Linked DNA regions of Mus musculus: region 1 is linked to region 2. The links are chromatin contacts, called in public Hi-C maps. All regions are on one chromosome and are shown on one strand. Each heading gives the region's core, a stretch centred on a gene start, on an enhancer-like site or on the middle of the called end of the contact. The rest is flanking DNA. Distances are from core to core; before and after follow the strand shown. Region 1 holds the start of Krt42 (keratin 42). Region 2 has its middle 12 kb from the start of Krt14.

The links. Hi-C and Micro-C count contacts between places; a contact is called where the count stands out from the background.
Region 1: a contact with region 2 is called in a Hi-C map of pancreatic cancer cells, with 1.9 times the contacts expected there. The contact joins the promoter of Krt42 here to the enhancer-like site in region 2. A contact is called at or near these places in 2 of 39 promoter capture datasets (hematopoietic stem and progenitor cells and macrophages), 11 of 484 Hi-C or Micro-C datasets (the HL-1 cell line, the Patski cell line, adipose-derived mesenchymal stem cells and 8 more), 7 of 115 datasets of contacts at active chromatin or transcription factors (astrocytes, embryonic stem cells and epiblast stem cells) and 4 of 9 other capture datasets (adipose tissue, embryonic stem cells, liver and 1 more).

Annotation. Positions count from the first base shown.
Region 1 is chr11:100,265,566-100,273,094 of GRCm38.p6, forward strand. It overlaps Krt42 (keratin 42), which reads right to left and starts at 4,386. Exons shown (of 8, transcript NM_212483.3): 1 at 3,845-4,386; 2 at 1,635-1,717; 3 at 1,370-1,526; 4 at 35-196. The coding sequence starts at 4,306.
Region 2 is chr11:100,216,027-100,223,568 of GRCm38.p6, forward strand. No RefSeq gene overlaps it. Among named protein-coding and RNA genes, the nearest start is that of Krt14, 12 kb to the left of the region's middle. Within about 2 kb of position 5,900, at least 10 of the 459 cell types and tissues checked have an H3K27ac peak or open chromatin away from gene starts, as enhancers often do. A contact at or near this core is called in pancreatic cancer cells and trophoblast stem cells, where this site is marked.

The DNA.
Region 1 (7,529 bases), core at 3,136-5,635, 48 kb after region 2:
CACGTGAGCACACGTGCCGCACACGGCCACCCACCTTGGTGAAGAACCATTCCTCAGCATCCTTGCGGTTCTTCTCCGCCATCTTCTCATACTGATCCCGCATCTCGTTCAGGATGCGGCTCAGGTCCACACCGGGGGCGGCGTCCATCTCCACATTGACGTCCCCGCCCACCTGGCCACGAAGGGCATTCATTTCCTGGGCAGAGAGGACAGACAGCAGGAGGTCACCCAAAGCCATTCTGGGAAAAGTCCCTGGATCTCAGGAAAGCAGGTAGACAGCCAGGCCAGCAACTCCCGGGTGAAGCTGCCACACGGAGGACAGGCCCTGTACTCATTGGACTGTGGATTCCATCAGTCTCCCCTAACAAACACTCTAACACAAGCGCGCCTAGCACCTACATTCGAATTTGTATGAAGTGAGAGGAAGCTTCCGGTGAGGGGGAAGGGAAGAAAAGGCAACCTCACCCTACTTTCTGACCCCTAGCCTTGTCCCTTAGCCATCAACCCAAGAGCGTAAGCATGGGTGAGACACCCTGTGGTGGCATCTATCTGTCCAAGCCAGACCGTATTAAGCAATGCTGGTCTGGTGGGAAGGGGCAGTTCTGTACTCAGCCACAAAGTTAAGGGGAGCACTGTCTGGGTGTCCTGCACCTGGGAGTCAAGCTCCCCCGGCCCAGGACAGGCAGTGCTGAGCTGGGAAGGAAACCACAAATGCACAGTGCTTGAGTCCCAAGTGGGGTCTTAGACCTCCATCCTTGGACTGCACTCTGGGGACATAAAATTCAGAAGTCTCTAGAAAAGGGAGTCAGGGGGGTGGGGAGTTGTGGAGAGATGGAGCCAGACCCTCGTGTGGATGGATACAAGTCAGACAGGACAGGCACGAGGTCAAGTCACTGTACAGCGCTAGGTATGTCTCTAACACTCTCTGAGCCTCTGTTTCTTTGCTTCCAAAGGAGAAGGGCAAGAGCCATGTTGTCAGTATCAGTGGAAGTAACTGTAGTGAATCAGTTGTAAGGTTGAGCAAATGCGCCTTGTTATAATTAATTATAATAATTAGTACTGCGTGTTAGCCTGATTCACTCATTAGTGAGCTAACTGTTCCTGCACGGTCAGCCAAGCCTGCAGGGATGAGCGGAAGGAAGTCTCTGGAGTTTCACTCCCCACATCCCCTGCCCCCTCCCAACTACCCTTTGCAATCCCCACCCTCACCCCTGGCCCCAAACTTCACTCAAGGTTCACTAAGGGTCAGCACCAGGCCAGGAACGCACTGGTGATGAGGGCTGGACCTAGTACACAGACTCAGCCTGCAGAAGTTCTGTGGACCCAGCTTCACTGCGGGCTTCTCCGATGTCTCCTATGCTGGCCTCACCTCCTCATGGTTCTTCCTCAGATAGGCCAGCTCCTCCTTCAGGCTCTCGATCTGCATTTCCAGGTCGGCTCTGGCCAGGGTCAGTTCATCCAGCACCCGGCGCAGGCCATTGATGTCGGCCTCCACGCTCATGCGCAGGTTCAGCTCTGTCTCGTACCTGCAGGGTTGGAGGTAGGGGGCATGGTCCACACACCATTCTTGTGCTGTGTGCAGAGTGGGAACCCACCACCAGCTCCCCAGGGGCAGCCCACAGGCACAGACTCACTTGGTGCGGAAGTCATCGGCTGCCAGGCGAGCGTTGTCAATCTGCAGCACGATGCTGGCGTTGTCGATTGTGGCTGCCAGGATCTGTGGGTGATGGTGAACTCCATGAGCAAGTACCCACCACAGAGCCCCAGAAGGCTCTGTTGTACCTTGCTATTGCATGCAGCCTTGCATAGGAGAGGTGATGAATGTCTCTTTGGTGTCATCCTCTGAACACCCAGCAGTGGTTTCAGCAACTGCCAAGACCCCCCCCCCCTGCCACCAAGGACTCACAGAGTAATGGGACATAACACGGTGACATAGAAAAACAGGCATCTATCTGTCATCATGGGGTCTAAGCTGCCTGGGCCTTATTCCCAACTAAATTCACCTCCAGCTCACCCCTACCTGCTCCAGAAAGCCCTGCCAACTCCCCCACCTCCATGTCACTGTGTCTCCCTGCCCCCTTCATCTCCCCGCTGTCCCCCTCATAGCCCATATCCATCTCTGGGACAATCTTATCTCAGTTTCCACTACATTTTGTGTTAGTTGCTCCCCCACTGGACTCAGAACAACATGGGAATGGATCGAGACCATACCTGTCTGGTTCTCTTTGGACTCCCCAGGCCTGGGCACAGCGCCTGGCCCACAGTCAGCCCCCAGGGTGTATTTGTCTAATTATGTGACTAATTAATTGATTAATGAGGTTATGACCGGGCCCCTGCTCAAAGCCAGGGCAGAGCCCAAGAAGAGACAGGAAGTCCATAATTGTTGGAAATGCCCAAGGCTGGGCCTGAGCAAGAGTGTTAATGGGGTTGTGGGGAGGGAGGAGAACTCACCCCATAGCAGGAGCTAGGTGGAAGTTATCATGGTTTCAGACTGACCCAGGAGGAAGATGTTCCATAGACATAGCATAGACATGGGAACCATCGCATGTCTAGGGCCACCTCAGCCCTCTCCAAGACCCTACTCCAGGCCCTAATTTCCATGCAGTGACTTGGTCATGCAGGCTGAACCTAAGGGTCAAGTTTCTTCCCTTCTTCTGCCTCACCATCTGTAGCCTGCAGAGACCTGGACATTTCTGTGTCCCCAGGTACCTGATATGCAGTGTGCCCAGGAAGCCTAGCCAGAATATTGAGGTCAGGGAATGGAAATCCGGGGAATGGGGTGGACTTTGCTCTGAGGATGATGGCAAAGTGTTGGCTAACCCCAAAATGCCGAGCACTGACTCACCAGGATTCCCCTGGGTTCCCCGCTGCCCCAACAAAACCTGGTATCTGATCTGGCACAGCCAGGATCTCTGCTTCCAAAGGAGATTACAGGAATCCCCTGATGCCAGGTGGAGGACCCAGGCAGGAGCAGACAAAGCCCCTCACTAGACCGCCGTAGGGCTGGCTCTCTACCCCAGAGCCTGGGTCAGCCTCACAGCTGCCTGGGACCAGTCTGTGGCTAGTCTATCTCTCAGTGATCTTCAACCTCTGCTTTCCATAGGGCTCAGTGCCCAGACCATCCCAGAGCAGGTTTGTGCTAAGACCTGAGTGGCCACATTTACAGATGCCAAAATCATTTTCTTAGAGATCAAGAAAGTATGTAAGGGGCAGAGAGAGGGTCCGCCTCGGTCAAGCTAGCTTCCAGTCTGAGTTGAAAACCGGACCCTGAAAGAGCCATCATAGAGAGAGGGAAACCCACAACTAACACACCCTGAGAACACACAGACTCTGAAGTCAGGGCAAGAAACGGGGCATAGACTGAACATTAAAGTGTTGAAGGAATACCAAGATTCTGGATAAAAGACAGGTGCCATCCATCAAGGATGGTGACCTGGAGAAGGGTGAGGCTACAGGAGAGTAGCCCCAGAGAAAAGAAGATGACCATACCTAGCCTAATGTTGCAGCATCCATACCAGATACTGTCCACCTCCCAGACCCTTTATCAGGCTATTCTCTACAGTTGCAATGCCCGCAACTGCCCTCAAAGTCCTGAAGCTATCCCATCCCTCCTCTATCACCCACCCCAGATAAGTTCCATGAGAGGAGACAAATTCTCCTTCGTCTTCTTGGAGAGTTCCCAAAGACCACACAACCCAGGACAACCCCAGAGACACTGGGTTATTCCAGAGATGTGAGAGAAGGAGGGGTGAATGGCCAAATGGTGGAAGTCTATGATGGGGAGGTCTTCCACTCTGAGGATGGACCATGGGCAGACAGCAGAAGGGAGGTAAGAGGCTCCCACCTTGTTCCGCAGGTCCTCTATGGTCTTGAAGTAGGGGCTGTAGTCACGAGCCGGTCCGGGGCCCTGCTTCTTGTACCACTCACGGATCTTCACCTCCAGGTCAGCGTTGGCCTCCTCCAGGGCACGCACCCTGTCTAAGTAGGTGGCCAGCCGGTCATTAAGATTCTGCATGGTCTCCTTCTCACTGCCCCCTAGGAGGGCATCCGACACACCAAAACTGGAGCCAAAGCCCCCACCCAGGCTGCAAGTGTAGCCACCACCATAGCCGCCTCCTAAGCCTGCTGAGAAGCGGGAGGAGGTGACGGACATATTGCCACAGCTTCCACCTCCCAAGAGGCTGGGAGCCCGGCAGGCACCCCCAACACGAACAGAGGACATCCGGGAGAATCCCATGCCGGGAGCACAAAGGCCCTTAACGGAGCCAGAAGTTGAAAACTGGCGGACACTGGTAGTGGAAGCCATGTTATCCTCAGGTCAAGCAACAGGGTCTGGACTAGATGGAGACCCTGGGCTACCCTTTATAGCCAGGCTGAAGGGAGACTGAGCCTCTGTTCCTTGAAGTCCAAGCCAAAACCCCAACCTTGTAATTTGTCTCTGTTCCAGCCAGCCACCCGGCCTGAGGCTTGGGCTGGACCTGTGTAATTCACCCCTGTATCCTGAGGCCCCCTCCTGTGTCTGCCCAGCCTGAGCATGGGTGACCTCTTAGTGGTCCATTGTTCTGTTCCAAAACAAAGGTGGAATTGGAGCTGTAGCCCCAGGCTAGGGTGATCTTCCCGTCCTTAACCACAATTAGGCAGCTGAGCTCATTCTTGGGGGGAGTCCGAAGAATCTAGCCCAGGAACAGGGAAGGGCCTCAAACAAGGCTCCACAGGCCCAGGAACCAGGAAGGCGATCTGGTCCCTCCTGACATTCCAGGGTCTCGGGGAGAAAGACGTGGATATTTGCCCCATACATGACAGTCTTGGTAGGGCCACTCAGTCTAAGTTGGGGTAGCCTCAGCTCTCTTGGAACTATTCCAAGCTTTCAAGGTAAGACATAGCCTCAGAGTTGAGGGTCCCTGACTAAGAAAGAAGAAATACGGCCATTGGCAAAAGGGAGCTCTAGGTTTTCAAGAAGTCAATGAGCGTGTATCTGTTTCTTCATCTCTAAAAGGAAATCAGGGTAGACAAGATGGCTCAGCAGGTAGAGCACTTTCTGTACAAGATTAATGACTTGAGTTCAATCCCCAGGACTCACAGTAAAGGCAGGAAGGACTGACTCCACAAAATTGTCTTCTGACCTCCACACACACAGCATGGCATGCTGCTCTCTCTCTCTCTCTCTCTCTCTCTCTCTCTCTCTCTCTATATATATATATATATATATATATATATATATATATATATATATATATATATATATATAATAAAGGAGAAACCCACTGATATCTCCCAAGGGTTTTTGACTCAGGCAAAGCTGTGATGAGATGGAAAAGGGTGTGGAGGATGGAGACGGAGCCTAAGACCAGAGAAAAAGTGTGGCCCCTGCTCACTTGCCCCACAACTGAGGAAAGCCGACCCAGAGGGTTCCCAGAGACAGCACCAGGGGAGGGAAAGCCACAGAAAAGCAGGACTATAACCAGGGTTACCCTGAGTAGGAGTCAGGCCCCATGGAAGAGCCACATCCCAGTCCTGAGAGTCAGCAGGCACCCTGCAGGGGAGCGGTGAGATCCCACAGCCTGGCGGCCGCTCCACCCAGCAAGGAGATTAGCTGCCTAATCTCTGCGGCGGTAATGATTTAGGTGCTGCCAGGACACTGGCGTCTGAGCAGAGCCTGTCTGAATGTGGAGCCTCCAGGGGTGGCCAGGGCCCGGGGCCCAGGCAGAGATGGAAGGCACACGGGTGGCCTGGGCTCCTTGCCCACACTCGGGGACAAGGAGGGAGGGAACTGGGTTTCCCAGATAGCCCAGAACTCCTGGAAAGACGCTAGATTGAAGGGCGTGGTTCTCACGGGAAGATGCCCCTCACCTGAGGCACCAGAGTAAGAACTGTAAGAACTATCTGAGAAAGAAGGAGAAGGCACTGGCTTCAACCCGTTTCCACCTGTCCTGTGAAGGCTATTGATAAGGGAGACTCAGAGCCAACATGAAAGAGAAATGCCCAGTCACTACCACAAGGTTAGATATCAAGAAGGACTTCCTGCCAATCTAGACTGTCTTGGGGTTGAAAAGGAAGCCGGCAGAACCTGCATTCACCTGAGTGGGCCAGGAACAAGTTCTAGGGAAAGGCCAGCTATGGAGGCCACCCACACTCCACATAATGCCAGAGCCTCACTCCCAAGAACCCCCTCTCCTTAGGAGCTGGCCATCTCCCTGTACTGGCTGCTCTCTTGATCGCCCATCAGACCACTCCCTGCAGCCCCTCCCCCAGTCTCCCTGCTCCTCTGCTCCCCTCAGCTGTGGGCCAGTGGGTGGGAGGTCACCCTATCCCTCTGACCTGGACTCCAGCCCCAAGCCCACCCTGCCTTCAGCTTCCTCAAATCCTGGCTAACATCACCATCTTTCCACATTCCCTCAAAGATCTTGGGGGGTGGGGGGGAAGATACCCAGTTTCTGCCTCTGGTGACCCCAGACTTCAGCTTCCAGGGCCCCAGAAATGCTGAGTCAGCTAGGCCTCTGTTTACCTCCAAAAGTCCCAGCCAATATCTCATCACCAACACACCAACTGCCAACTGGACCCATGGCGTCCCTTATTCCTAACAGCAAGCTTCAGGCCACTCTTCTCTAGGCTGCCATGTCTGTTTCTTGGTTTCTGTTCTAACTCCCCAGCCCAGAGAGGCCTCACACAACAAAGGAATGGCTAGCTAGCCTTCCCTACCCAACTAAAGGGCAAAGTCTAGACAGCTCCATCCAGTGTGGAACACCAGACTGTGAGGAGCTGAGGCAGGAAAGAAACAAAGTCATGGCCTGCCCTAGGCTGCAGGGTGAGCAAGGCCAGTCTGGGTGACTTAGTGAGACTGTCTCAAAATGACATATAAAAAAGCAGGAGGCTAGAAAGATGGCTCCATGGTAAAGGCACTTACCACCAAGCATAATGGCCTGGGTTCAGTTCTGAGGACCCACAAGGTAGGAGAGAGATGGCTTCTACTAGTAATCCTCTGACCTCCAGGGTCTGGGGCAGGCTTGAAACACACGCACACACACTCACACACATACACACTCACATTCACACACATATACACATATACACAGTCACATTCACACACACATATACACATAGTCACACATGCACACATACACACATATACACTCACATTCACACATACATTCACACACACCCACAAATACATATACTCACACACTTACACATAGCCACATTTACATATACATACACACTCACACATACATACACTCTCACACACACTAAAACTCAAACACTCACACATAAATTCACACATACATATACTCACACACACTCATACACTCACACACAGAGTATGTTTTTGTTGTTTTGGGGGGTTGGTTTTAGATTTTGCCTTTGTTTCTTGTTTCTGTGTGCAGGTTGTTTGGCTTGGGTTTGGGTTTTTGTTGTTGTTGTTGTTGTTGTTGTTGTTGTTGTTGTTGTCGTTGTCGTCGTCTTTGTTTTGTTTTGCTCCGCTTGGCTTTGTTTGTTGAGACAGGGCTTCTCTGTGTAGCCCTGGCTGTCCT
Region 2 (7,542 bases), core at 4,650-7,149:
TCAGAAAATGTTTAACAACCAGTTACCCAGGAAAGAAATGGAATCTATACTTTGATGGTACATTTATTATAAATTTTATTAACGGAAGAGGTAGGTGGATGCTATCACTTTATTCTGCCCAGCTTATGTATCATACCTTCCCAAACGCACGCAACTTATGACTACAGACATCAAATACTGCTCTGCCCTGAATACCAATGGAAATGTATCATTTGTCAAGAACCTGGGTGAGGAGGCTGCAGAGGTGGCTCAGAGCCTGAGAGCAGTGACCGCTCTTCCAGAAGACACAGGTTCAATTCCGGACATCCACGTGGGAGATCAGAAGCAGATATAACACCGGTCCTGGGGGAACTGGTACCCTCCCTGGCCTCTGCAAGCACCATACACATACATGGTACACAGATATATATGCAGGCAAACACACATACACATATTAAAAAATACTCTGACTTTTATGCACAATCAGAATTGTTTTGAATACTGAAAAATAATTGATCTGAAGTTTTAATTATTCACTTAATTATTAATTATTTATTATACTTAATGACAACAGACATGGCACTCTTCTAAGATTTGTTTTCAATAAGCCAGGTGTGCTGGCTCATGACTATACTCCTAGCACTCGGGAGGTAGAAGATTGGGAGTTCCAGGTTATTCTCAGCTACATACTGAGTTTCAGGCCAGCCTGGGCTACCTGAGACACTGTCTTCAAAACAACAAAACAGAGCAAAAATAATAATAATAATTTTCATTATTACACTTTTCCAGCCAATTCTTAAATCAAGAAAATAAAACAATAACTCAAACCCCAATTTGTACTGTTTGTTTTGGGTTTTTTTTTAAGTTGGGTTAATTTGGTGCACAGGGAGGAGATGTACAGTAACATACTATTAGGTAGCATGTCTACTATACAGATAAGATAGTCATAAGTCACCTCAGGAGCACAGATATTAGTAAAATAAATTAGAAGTAATACATTTTGACCCGGTCCGTGGGTCAGTCAACGGGGTCTGCAAGAGAGAGACTGGGGGGCAAGAGACTCGAAGAATGGAAACAGAACAGTCCCTTTGATCAAGGCTTAAGCCTCGGGTCTCCTTTACTGGAAGGCAACTATGGGTATATATGTACTCGCTGGGGAGTGCAGCTGGAGACACTTAGCTATAGGTCCAGGATGTGTAGGAGAAAAATAAGATGTTATCAGAGTGTGTTCCACTGTGGTGGGCTTCTTGCAAAAACATCATGCTAGGAAAACAAGTCTCTCATCAGAGTGGAAAAGTACCACCATTAAGTAAATAGCCCCAGATGGCTGCAGAGAGGATGGCTGCAGAGATGATAGCCGCTTTCTGCTAAGGGCCAACTCCTGGGCTGGAGAGATGGCTCAGTGGTTAAGAGCACTGACTACTCCTCCAGATGTCCTGAGTTCAATTCCCAGTAACCACATGGTGGGTCACAAACATCTATAATAAAATCCACTGCCCTCTTCTGGTGTCTCTGAAGACAGCAACAGTGTACTCACATATATAAATTAAATAAATATATTAAAGAAAAAAAAAAAAGAATTGGCTCCCAACCTTTAAAGTATTTACTATCTTTGTTTTAGTATATTTTACCTAACTTATGCTTACATAATTTAATTGTTAGTACTGACCATGTTTAACAATCAGTTCAAAAAAATTCCTGGAGATTTAACCCTGACTCTGAACAGTCAGTATAAGCGAGCTGCAGCATGCTAAGGAGCCTTGAATCTCAGGTCATGTATAGACTAAGAGGGGAGTACATCACAAGCCAAACAACTCTTCCACTAAGTAAACAAAAGGGAAGGTACAGGGGATGGGAGGAGGAAGAAGAATTGGTGGCCATAGGGATAAGGTAAGATAATCTAGGGGAGAGGAAGCAGAAGTCACCAGGCCTTCACCAGGTCCACCAAGCACTGTCTGCCCCCAGGGATTCCCATGGGAGCTAGGGTGTGTTGTGGGGGGGGGGTCCTCCTTGGTAGTTTGATATTAGCCTGTCTTTTGGAAAGGTCTTCTATTAGTTTCCTTCATTGTCATTATGCACTGACGATCCTTCTGCTGTCACACCCACGGTACAACCATCCTTCAGCTGTCGTAGTGTGGGTCTTGGTGCCCTGAGACTTTCTTTACATGTTTACTTAGCCCATATAGAAAATGCACTTGAAAGATCTAGAGATAGTGGTACTGGGCATATTGATGGTACTGGAGGTAGTGGGGGTGGTGGGGATGAAGGTAGTGAGGGTGGTGGTGGTGGTCGTGGTGGTAATGGTGATGATTATGGTGGGCAGAAGAGATAATAATGGTGATGGTAAGAGTAATAGAGTTGGGGCTAGAGAGATGGCTCAGTGGTTAAGAGCACCGACTGCTCTTCCGAAGGTCCTGAGTTCAATTCCCAGCAACCACATGGTGGCTCACAACCATCCGTAACAAGATCTGACTCCCTCTTCTGGAGTGTCTAAAGACAGCTACAGTGTACTTACATAGAATAAATAAATAAATAAACAAACAAACAAATCTTTAAAAAAAAAGAGTAATAGAGTTAGACAGGTGGTCTTGATGGGGATGCTGGAGATGGTAGAGATGGTAGGGAAAGGAAATATGAAACTGACTATTCAAGCCTTTTGATGGGCAAAGTAAACCCAACTGAAACAGCTCCCCTTGGGGCTAGCTTAGAGGTAAAACTTCTTGCTCTCTTAGGATCTCCTCTCCAAACACTCAGAAGGCTTCGCCGCGACTAAGTCTCAACATCCTCACCCCTTCTCACCCTCAGAGCTGTATAGAAGGTAGGTGGGAGGAGGCTGGAATCCAGCCCAGGCAGATCAGCTTCACAGGATTTTATTCCCACCACCTAGAACCAAGTTTACAAGCCTTCTTGGGGCCATCCGCACAGACGAGGTAAACAGTAGACATGATTTAGGCCTTTGTCAGCTCCAGTGCCCAGCCCCCACCACTTTGCCCAGAGGAGGAGTGGGAGAGAGATGATCCACCAAGGCCAGGCTGTTGAGAAAGAGTTCAGCCTCCGTGGGCACTGTCCACCCACACACAACGGAGGCACCTGAAGCAGGACAAAGAGCATCTTATCTGTGAGACGCTGTGAGGAAGTCTTTCCCTACAGCCAGGGCGGGACCTGATATATCACTGTAACCCCATCTACACCTAGCCCAGCACACCACCTGCTGGGAAGCAGCCTGTAGTGGACTTGATCTAGATTCACAGGGCTGCTTCTAGAACATTAACTTCTCTGCGACCCTAATCAAGTCAAGGGAGACCAGAGGTCAGTTCACCTGGGGACTTTCCTGTCACCTCATCTACCAGTCATGAACTCTAGGCTAAGTTGCCCCACCTCTTTGAGCCTCAGTTTCCCCACCTGTAAAATGGGATGAATCAGGCTTATGTGAGCCGGCAAGGAAACTTGACCGTGCCAACAGGGAAGAGGTGCTTGCTCCAGCTCAGCATTAAATGCCACAACACAGATGTCTATCTGGAGCCTCGTTGCAAGACTCAAATGAGGCAATAATGGGTGGGGCCATCTGAGAAACTGTCAAAATAGAGAGCGAGTAAAAGGAGTAAGCAAGTGCTTGCTTTGCCCACCTACTGTAGCCTTGAATCCCTAACCCTAATCCTTTAGGTTTTCATACTGGAGACATACAGGTAAAAAAACACACTCAGAGCAGCACAGGATCTGCCATGCTCATACTCAGGGGCCAAGCCCACGATGGCCTCACTCACTCCAATGCCTCCAGACCTCCTTCTGCGAGGTCTACATTCTGGGTTATTTTCTTCCCTGAGTTATCGTTTTCCAGTTATATAGTCATCTTATTTGAGCACAAGACAAATTATAAACTGGCTCTATTGACTGGACAGGGACTGGAGAGATGGCTGGGCAGTTATGAATCCTTGCTGTTCTTGCAAAGGACCCAAGTTCAGTTCCCAGCCCCCATTGGTCAGCTTACACTTGTAACTAGGGTTCCAAGGAATTTGACACTCTCTTCTGCCCTCCACTGGCACACACTTATACTCAGATACAGGCACATTCATACACATAAATTTTAAAACAAATATTTTTAAATTGGGAAGCCGATAGCTCAGGCAAAGTGCTTTTGGTTTTGGTTTTGGCTGGGTTTTTGTTTGGTTGGATAACTGGTTTGGTTTTGGTGGTTTTGTTTTATTTTTGTTCTGAGGATTGAGGCAAGAGCCTCGTATATGCTAAGTAAGTACCGCACTCAGTGTTTGATTGGGTTTTGGAACCAGAGTTTCACTGTGTAGCCCAAATTAGCTAATAAGCCTCATTAATACACACACACACACACACATACACACACACACACACACACACACACACACACACACACACACACCATAAAAGAGAAAACAGAAAAGAGAAAGAAATTAAATAAAAAATTTTAAAAACTAAAGAATTAGCTAATGAGGCGGGATGATACACATCTCTAATCTCAAAACTTAAGAGATGGAAGCAGGAGGTTCAGGAGTTCAAGGCCATCCCCAGCAGATCAGAGTCTGAGGCTAGCCTCAACTACATGACACCTTGTCCCCCAAAATACTAAAGATGGAAAGGGGGAATTTACTTATTGAATACCACATCAATTTCCAAATTTAAAAAGGCTGCAAAGACAGGTATCGTGGTTCTTGTAACTGCAGCATTTGAGAGGCAGAGGTAGGAAAATCTTGAGTTGAAGGCCAGTTTGGGCTACACGGTGAGTCCCCGATTAAAAACAATCAATCAAACAGGCAAATACTGGATCTAGTGCTTGCTCAGCATGCATGAGTCTCTCAGTTCAATCCTCAGCCCCTCTAAAGAAAAAGAAAGCAAAAACATCAAACCAACTCAATGAACCAAGCAAACAACTTAGAGCTCAAGTGATCCTCCTGCCTCAGCCTCCTGAGTAGCTGGGGTGGTGGGTGTGCCACAGCTCCTGGCTCCTACATCCTTTGGCACTTATTTTTTTCTATTAACTTTTAAATATTTGTTTATTTACTTATTATATGTGAGTACACTGTCGCTGTCTCCACACAGACCAGAAGAGGGCATCAGATCCCATTATAGATGCTTGTGAGCCACCATGTGGTTGCTGGGGATTGAACTCAGGAACTCTGGAAAAGTAACCAGTTCTCTTAACTGCTGAGCCATCTCTCCAGCACCCCACCACCACCACCACCACCTTTCTATAAACTTAACATTAAAGGTAGCACTTGTGCAATTTGAAAAATTATCTTCCACACATACCATGTATAATGCAGCTAGAAAATACTCTAAGGGAACTTAAAACTCTGAGCACTAAGAGATAGAAAAGTGTTTTTCTTATATTTTCTATTTTGCCATAGAGAAATGAAGGAAAGGAGAGAGGCATCCACTTTATGTGTAACAGCTTAATAACTGGAGGAAGAAGAAGGACCCTTGAGGCCAGATGTGTCAACAAGAGGTAAAATTGGAAAGGAAGTCTCCAGAAGTGCTGGTATCTGCCTGTCACCCCTTTATCTGCACAAGATCCCATCAGAAACATTCAACTGTTGGGAGTAGAGCTACACCTATGTCTGTCTCCATAGCAACCCAGATAACAGTAGAGGAAGGGCCAGGTCAAGAATGCCATCCCTCAGGACTCAAAACAGTACTTGTCTTCTACAGCATTATCTTCCTCCCATGGAGGCTACCCTGTGCCCATACAATGAGCCTCCCTGACAGAAACTCCTCTGAGAAGGTTCCATGACAGCCTGAGAGAGCAGACTTTTAACCAAAGCTCCTCGGCTTAGCCCCACCCATGGCCCAAGGAGCCCGCCCATACTTGCTAGATAAAGTCTAATGTAGCTGGTTGACTAACAAAACACCAAGCTTCGCCTGCTTCCTCTGTGTTTGTCTTCAGAGAGCGTCAGAGGCTTAAACCACAGTAGTGGGCGGTCTAGCATAAGAAATTGCTTCTCTCAGACACTGGGAAGAAACACTGAACTTTTTATAGCTCTTGGAAACAAAAAGCCCAAAGAAAGTAAACCTCACACGCTAACCACTAATTGATTTGCATCAGCGGGGGAGAGTTGCGGGCTATCATTAACTCTTGCACTAGCCATTGTCTTAGCAATTATCTAAAACAGTGTTTCACAAACCTTGACACTAACTCAGGCATAAGGAATCTGAGGGTGTGTTCAAACTGGACAAGTGACAAGGTACACCGTGAGTCTCTCCATCCTGACCGGGAAGCTCAAGAAGCAGCCAGGGCTGATATGGGACTTGGATCAGCAGGCATTTCCAGGTAGATTGTCAGGTCCCTTGTCTAAGAGAAGCTCCTAGAATCAAGGCACTATTTCTGTCTTAATATCGCTGGGTATTATTTGTGTCTGTGCATGGTGTGTTTGCTGAGATAGGGTCTCCTGTACTCCAGGCTGACCTCAAATCACAAAGCCAAGGTGACCTTGGACTTCTAATCCTCTTGCCTCCACCACTGGAGTCCTGATTTGTGTGGTATTGGAGAACAGAACCCAGAGCTTTGGGCATACTGCGCAAGCACTCTACCAACTGAATTTCCTTCCCATTTTGCCTTAAAAGGCAACTGTTTTATGTTTGCAAAATGTAGCAATGGGCAAGGAAAATGCCACCCCTGATCTTCAAGGAGTTTTACCTACTGCTGAGCCCCAAGAATACTACTCCTCCCAGCCCCTCTTGATTATCTTGGGCCTTGCTGTGATTTGAATACAGTTCATGACACCTCTCTCCCCCAGGATCTTAGGCAGGAACCCAACTCCTGCAGTTATTTCTATGGTATCAGGAAGGTGGACACTTAAACCCAACTACAGTGTTGGGAGGTGGGGCATCTTTGCAAAGTGAATCCATTAAAATAAGGTCATTATTGAATCCTGGTGGCTACAGAAGAAAAAAAAGAGGAGACAAGATAAACAGATAAGCACTGGCACTCCTGTGTGTCCTATCAAGTGATGCCCTATGCCACTTTGGGATTCTACCTACAAGAAGGTCATCACCAGAGGCTGAGCCAATGGGACTCTGAGCCTCTGAAGCCATGAGCCAAAACAAATGGCTTTGTGAAGTTGCATAGCATCCTGTGATTTATCATAATAAAGCAAAACCAGCAAATACACACCTCAGCTTCCTTATCTGTGTAGGGGCAGCCTTTCTCATGAATTTCCCATGGGTCCACAGATCAGAGGCAAACCATTTGAGCATAGTAGCACCAACCACTCTTTCCAACAGCTCCCACACACGGGGAACATGGGATCCACACCCTGTGTGCTGACATCCCATTCCAAACATGTGCACCAGGCCAGGAGCTGTTCAACAGCACAAGTCTGTGTCTCTGTGTAAGGGTCTCTGAACGATGTCATCTCTAAAAGAGATGGGTGCATCACTTCATTTAGGAAGCTCTCACGAGACAATGCTCAAAGTTGGCTGGCGTGTCTTGAACTGGACCTTCCCATTGCCTGCCTGATGGTAAATATTTGGATTGGCACAATGCCTCTTGAAAATAGTTTGGCAATACAAACTACAAACCTTGAAACATTTCTA